Regions from separate parts of the Mus musculus genome. Here region 2 is linked to region 1. Evidence: chromatin contacts called from public promoter capture Hi-C data. All regions are on one chromosome and are shown on one strand. Each heading gives the region's core, a stretch centred on a gene start, on an enhancer-like site or on the middle of the called end of the contact. The rest is flanking DNA. Distances are from core to core; before and after follow the strand shown.

Region 1 (2,700 bases), core at 36-2,535:
CCTCCTCTTCCCCTGCCCACCTCCTTTCCAACCCTGCTCCATCCCTCCCTCTACCCCTGTGACTATTTCATTTCCTCTTCTCAGTGAGATTCAAACATCCTTTCCTGGGCTCTTTTTGTTACTTAGCTTCTTTGGGTCTGTGGATTGTAGAATGGTTATCCTGTACTCTATCTATGGCTATAATCTACTTATAAGTGAGATACCATGTTTGTTTTTCTGAGTGTGGATTATCTCACTCGGATGATCTTTTCTAGTTGTGTGTGTGTGTGTGTGTGTGTTTATATGTTTTATATGTTTATGTTATATATTTATGCTTTATATATATGTATATGTGTGTGTATCTGCAACTCGATGAATATATATTCACCGAGTCTCACTTGATTATAACAGCTGCTCTTTAACTTTTGTTTGTGTCTGTTTCTCGAGACAGAGTTTCTCTTTGTACCTTTGGCTGTCCTGGAACTCACTTTGTAGACCAGGTTGGCCTTGAACTCAGAGTCCTTCTGCTTCCCAAGGGCTGGGATTGAAGGCTTACACCACCATCGCATTGCACCCTTTAACATTCATTTGGTTTATTGTAGTTTCTTGTGAAAGACCATAGTGCAAGGGCTAAGAAATAGCCAGGAGATTTAGCCTAGTGGAAGTCATTGGCAACCTTCACTAAGTTGCTGTCACTTAAGTGGGAGGTAGGCTGAGCTGCATCCTGACTGGTGTGACTCTGTAGTGACTCCTGTAAACTCCTCCTTAATCCCCGCAATAACTCACAACGAAAATCCTTATGCGGAGCCTTTCCATCTGTTATTTCCTCCAGTCGAACCACCCTTCCTCCAATCACATGTTCCTGTTTCTTTAGAGTTCAGAGCCTGTAAAATGAGTTTCTGATATATTAAGCTATCTTAAATGGTAGCCCTCCCTTCCATCCCTCTACTTTTCGATATTTGCCTTGACTGTGTCACTATCTGAATGTTTCCGTTTACTTGACTTCTCCCCACCCACGAAAGCTCTGTGAGGACACGGTTTTGTTTTGATACCACTGCCACATCAGACAGCAGCGTCTGACAATCGGTAAACATCTGTACGATTCACAGATAGTCGGACTGGAACGCAGAGGCTACCACCCGAACGTGCGCGCACACTCAACTTCAGCATTTGCGCTCTAGAGCGCCCGCGCGTTCTAGCGCCTCCGAACCGAACGCCCCTTTCTTAGGAGACATACGGTAGGGCTTCCGCCCGGGTTCAACCCTCACTCAAATCCCGGGAAGGAGGGGCGGAGGGTTATGTCATCCTTCCGCGCCGGCCTGCCCCGCGACGCGCCGGCGGCTGGCGCAGCCCTTCGCTCGCCCGGCCTCCCCCTCCCTGGTTCCGTGCTCGGGTTCCGCCATGGAATCCAACAAGGATGAAGCCGAGCGCTGTATCAGCATCGCCCTCAAGGCCATCCAAAGCAACCAGCCCGAGCGGGCGCTGCGCTTCCTGGAGAAGGCGCAGCGGCTCTACCCGACGCCACGAGTCAGCGGTGAGTGGGAGGCGCCGCAGGGACCGAAGGGGGCATTAGCACGGATCGGGGGACCACGGGAACGGACCGACGGGAGCAGTTGGCGGAGGGGGGAGGGGTGGCGAGGCGCGGCTACGCCTGCGCACTGGCGCGCGCGGGTGCTGCTGGGATTCGTAGTCCAGCGGTGCCGCGGTCTCTAGGATGCTGGCCCCCTGGAGACCCCCGAGGGCCCGGCTCCCAACCCCTTCCCAGTGCTTGTGGAGGCCTCTGGAATGTGAGGTTTCTGGGAAGGAGACGCGCTGGGAGACCCGGTGAAGAGGACTCTTGTGGACGCGAAAGCGAACTACTTCTCCCAGAGGGCTGTTCGGTGGCTCAGGGCCACTGGCCGGCCTGGGAAATATTATAGTTCAGGAAAATAAACATAACTATTCTAAGGGAGAATGGGTTCTAGAGAGGGAAGGAATTCATTCGCTCCAATCAGAGAACCCTTAGCGAAATAAGACATTCCAACTCGCAGTCCTTCCTGCAGTCTCTTGAAAGCGGTGTTTCGGAGTGGATGGATTGTTGAAGATCCCAGTGTCAGCCACCCTATCCCACCTTCTTCCTCAGCAAGCCCGGGTGGCGGGTCTTATGGACTGCTACGGCTGCTGAGCTCCAGGTAGCTAATAGCCTAGGTCTGAGACCTCCCAACCCAGGGAGGGAATAGTGATCTTGTCTTCGCTACCCAATCGTCTCACTTTACCTGGTAACCTCCCCCTCATTTTTGCGTTTGTAACCGAAGTGACCAAAGAAAATTTTAATACCAGCTGGGAAGGAGAAAGACACAGGATTTGTTTCTGTGGAGTTAGTAAACTCTCTGACATGTAGCAGACTTTCAGAATTAAGAGACCCACATCTCATCGTGAGCTTGGGTTTCCCCATCTGGAAGTTCAGGAAGTTGGAACAGATAATGTATATAAACAAGAATACCCATAGTGCTTTTCTGTGTAGAAAGTTCTTTCTCGTGTGTTTTGCCACCTGATCCTGTAAAGTCAGGAAGACAGAACACCACCCTTCTATCTTCTCAAGATGAGGAACTAACTCATCGATAAGCGTCTTAGGATGTGACACAGCTAGAAAGTGGAAAACCCTGAGATTCCATACGTGTTTATTAAAATGAAATGAAGACGCAGCAGCCAGCCTCTCACCTTCCCTGCCCAGGTTTGGAG
Region 2 (2,700 bases), core at 179-2,678, 250 kb after region 1:
ATGACTTTCCTCTGTCTCAAGGGTCCCCAAGATGGCCCTAGAAGAACCATGCCCCAGACTCTATTTAAAGCCCTATAGCATATATGAATAGAGAACGGTGTATCTATCAGAGGGGACCACACTGAGCAGCTAGGCCCTGATGCCATGCCTCAGCACGCCCTCAGACCTCCAGGCCGGGTGGAAGGGGCTTTTACCCAGATGTCCTGTGGGGTTTTGTGTGTCTATTGCTCCCCACTTCCCCCTCTCAAAGGAAATTTCCTTGATATATTTGATGAAGAATTCCTTACCTGGGCCTCTGATACCCTTTGGTACGCGTACGTGTGTGTGGCGCGTATACGTGTGTGTGTGTGTGTGTGTGTGTGTGTGTGTGTGTGTGTGTGAGAGAGAGAGAGAGAGAGAGAGAGAGAGAGAGAGAGAAAGAGAGAGAGAATGAGAGAGAATGAGAGAGAGAATACCCGAGGGCCACCCTGATGCCCAGGAAGAGTGAGGGCAGCCCCCTGTGTGGTGGAAGAGGCTGGGCAGCTAGCTACTGGGGACCTTGTGCTGAGGCTTCCAGGACAAAGCCCCAGTCTGGCTCTCCCCCAGCCTCTCAGGGGCACTGGCTGGTCACATCCACTGAGTATTGATCGGTTGGACTTTAGGGAAGAGCCTCCTCCTTCCCATTCCTTTCTGCCACCCTGGAATGGCCACCTTAATCGTCATCTCCTCGGGGGGAATACGGAAATGTCACCAAGCTCCATAAAGTGCTTCTCATTCCACGACACAGTTCTGACTCTCCGGGTGACTGTCACCTGCTCCCATCCTCTTCTTCCTCCCTCCCTTCCTCAGACCTCTGCAACCATCCTCTGGTCCCTGGCTCAGTCACATCAGCCCTCTGCATTCTAGAAGCAGCCATCCCGCCCCCCTCTCTCCTCCCCCTCCTCCCCTTCCTCCTCCCTCCAGCTGGAGTTACTTGAAACTTCCTGCTCTCGCTAGGATGGAGTCTGATTCTTTCTCTGCCCCAGCTGGATTTCCAGAACATCCCCGGGTAGCTGTGAAGGATTTTAGGCTCTCTGGGGTGGGGAGGGGGTGGTGTAGAGGAAGACGCATCCCCTTCTTTCACCCTGCCCCGCCCTGCCCCGCTGGGGAGCTATGCTCTGTGTGTCCCTGGATCTTCTGGTTTTGTATCTGATGTAGTAAACATGTTTTAGTAAGAAAGCAGAAGGCGTGGAACTGTGGCAGGCCCCAGGGGTCCAGAAGTTTGTCCCTCTCTAAAACGCTCCCCACCCCATACTGCTTTTCACCCCACTGAGACCGAGTCCCACAAAGGTAGGCAGAACAGCTGTTCCTGGTGGGGCTGAAGGTTCCCAAGTAGCTTCTAGTTAAGCAAGCTTCGTGTTTCCTCAGGAGCAAGGTCACACAGGTCAGATTATTGTCGGTCCTGCGGGCCTCATCCTTGAATAAGCTGCCTGCCCAGTTCCTCCATCCGTGTTCCTGCCTGCTCCCGTTCCCTTGTTGCGGGCAGGAGAGGTAGGGCTGTGTTGGAAAGAGTTCAACCAAATTACGGCAGCACCACATCTTGCCGAGCCCTGGAGCTGCCCTACTAAGAGCCTCCTTAGCCCTGGGTGCTGGGAAGGATGGTGTACGTTGGGGAAGTTTGAGGTTGGAGAGAGTAAATGTGCCTTGAGAGACCACTCAGAGGTCCCAGGAGGAACGGGGGCGGGGCTTAGCCTGGGAGTTCTGGCAGGAGGCAAAGTTGGTGAGAGTCCTGGGACATCTTACCCCCAGTGTTCCACAGGAGTCGTGACCACGTGTGATGGGTGGGCACAGGTCTGCCTTGCTCCAGCCCCCTCCCTTGGTTTCTGTTGGTACCCATTTGGCTTTTATCTGCTTTCTGCTTCACCACTAAGTGCGTAGGTGGGGTCTTTTGATATCGGCTCCCCAAAGCCCAAGCCCACAGCCCTAGGAGAGAACCAGGGGCCCATCTTTGACACCTGGGCCATCACGAGCCCTCCCGCCTGCAGTTGTCCTAGGGAAAGACCTGGGGGTGCAAAAGGAGATTCAAGACATCCGTACCAAGTCAGGCAGAGCTACCCGCTTCTCAGCCCGTGTCCCACTTAAAACCGTCCGATGTGTAATCACTGAGCTTAGAGTTAAACATTGTGGTCAAGTGCTTGGGTTCCGTCTGTAGATTTAAGTGCTGACGTTGTATCTCTCAGTAATTTTAGATGTCTTTTAAAAAATCTGAACAAGTGTTAGACCCGTGTGTGCGTTGGTGGGCACTCAAGCATCCCGTGGGTGACCCCATTCTTTCCCCTTCCTCTGCGCCACGCCCCCTCCTGCCCCGCCCATCCCCACCTGCCTCCACCCGGGACCCTCACCTTGCTGTGGTCTTTATCTGCCTATTACTCAGCCTAAGGAAACAAGTTCACTCTACACACGCATAAAGGAAAGCAAATGTTATTTTTAAGAAAATGGAAAATAAAAACTTTATAAACACCACCTGCTGAGAAACCTTTGCTTATTCTGCCTTAGTGTTGTCTTAAGAGTAGATCTTGGCAGATGAGACCCTGTGGTCCAGACTATCTCAGTTAGCTCTGTGCTCTTACCATTGCAAGAGAGACCTTGGAGAAGGCCAGCCTGATTCATCCACAGAGGACCAGGCACAGTGTGAAACGCTTAGCATTATTGCAAAGATGCCTCCCGTCTAAATTAGCCTCT

What was found. Promoter capture Hi-C pulls out the DNA fragments that hold promoters and counts their contacts.
Region 2: a contact with region 1 is called in a promoter capture Hi-C map of embryonic stem cells, with 4 times the contacts expected there. The contact joins the enhancer-like site here to the promoter of Dnajb12 in region 1. A contact is called at or near these places in 7 of 39 promoter capture datasets (the 3T3-L1 cell line, embryonic stem cells, frontonasal cranial neural crest and 3 more), 1 of 15 datasets of contacts at CTCF or cohesin (large pre-B cells), 5 of 484 Hi-C or Micro-C datasets (CD8 T cells, the HL-1 cell line, group 2 innate lymphoid cells and 2 more) and 6 of 115 datasets of contacts at active chromatin or transcription factors (double positive thymocytes, embryonic hindbrain, embryonic limb bud and 3 more).

The regions. Positions count from the first base shown.
Region 1 is chr10:59,878,298-59,880,997 of GRCm38.p6, forward strand. It overlaps Dnajb12 (DnaJ heat shock protein family (Hsp40) member B12), which reads left to right and starts at 1,286. Exons shown (of 9, transcript NM_019965.3): 1 at 1,286-1,513. The coding sequence starts at 1,381.
Region 2 is chr10:60,132,718-60,135,417 of GRCm38.p6, forward strand. It overlaps Spock2 (sparc/osteonectin, cwcv and kazal-like domains proteoglycan 2), which reads left to right. Exons shown (of 11, transcript NM_052994.2): 11 at 1-1,197. Among named protein-coding and RNA genes, the nearest start is that of Mir6906, 7.3 kb to the left of the region's middle. Within about 2 kb of position 1,429, at least 13 of the 459 cell types and tissues checked have an H3K27ac peak or open chromatin away from gene starts, as enhancers often do. A contact at or near this core is called in embryonic stem cells, where this site is marked.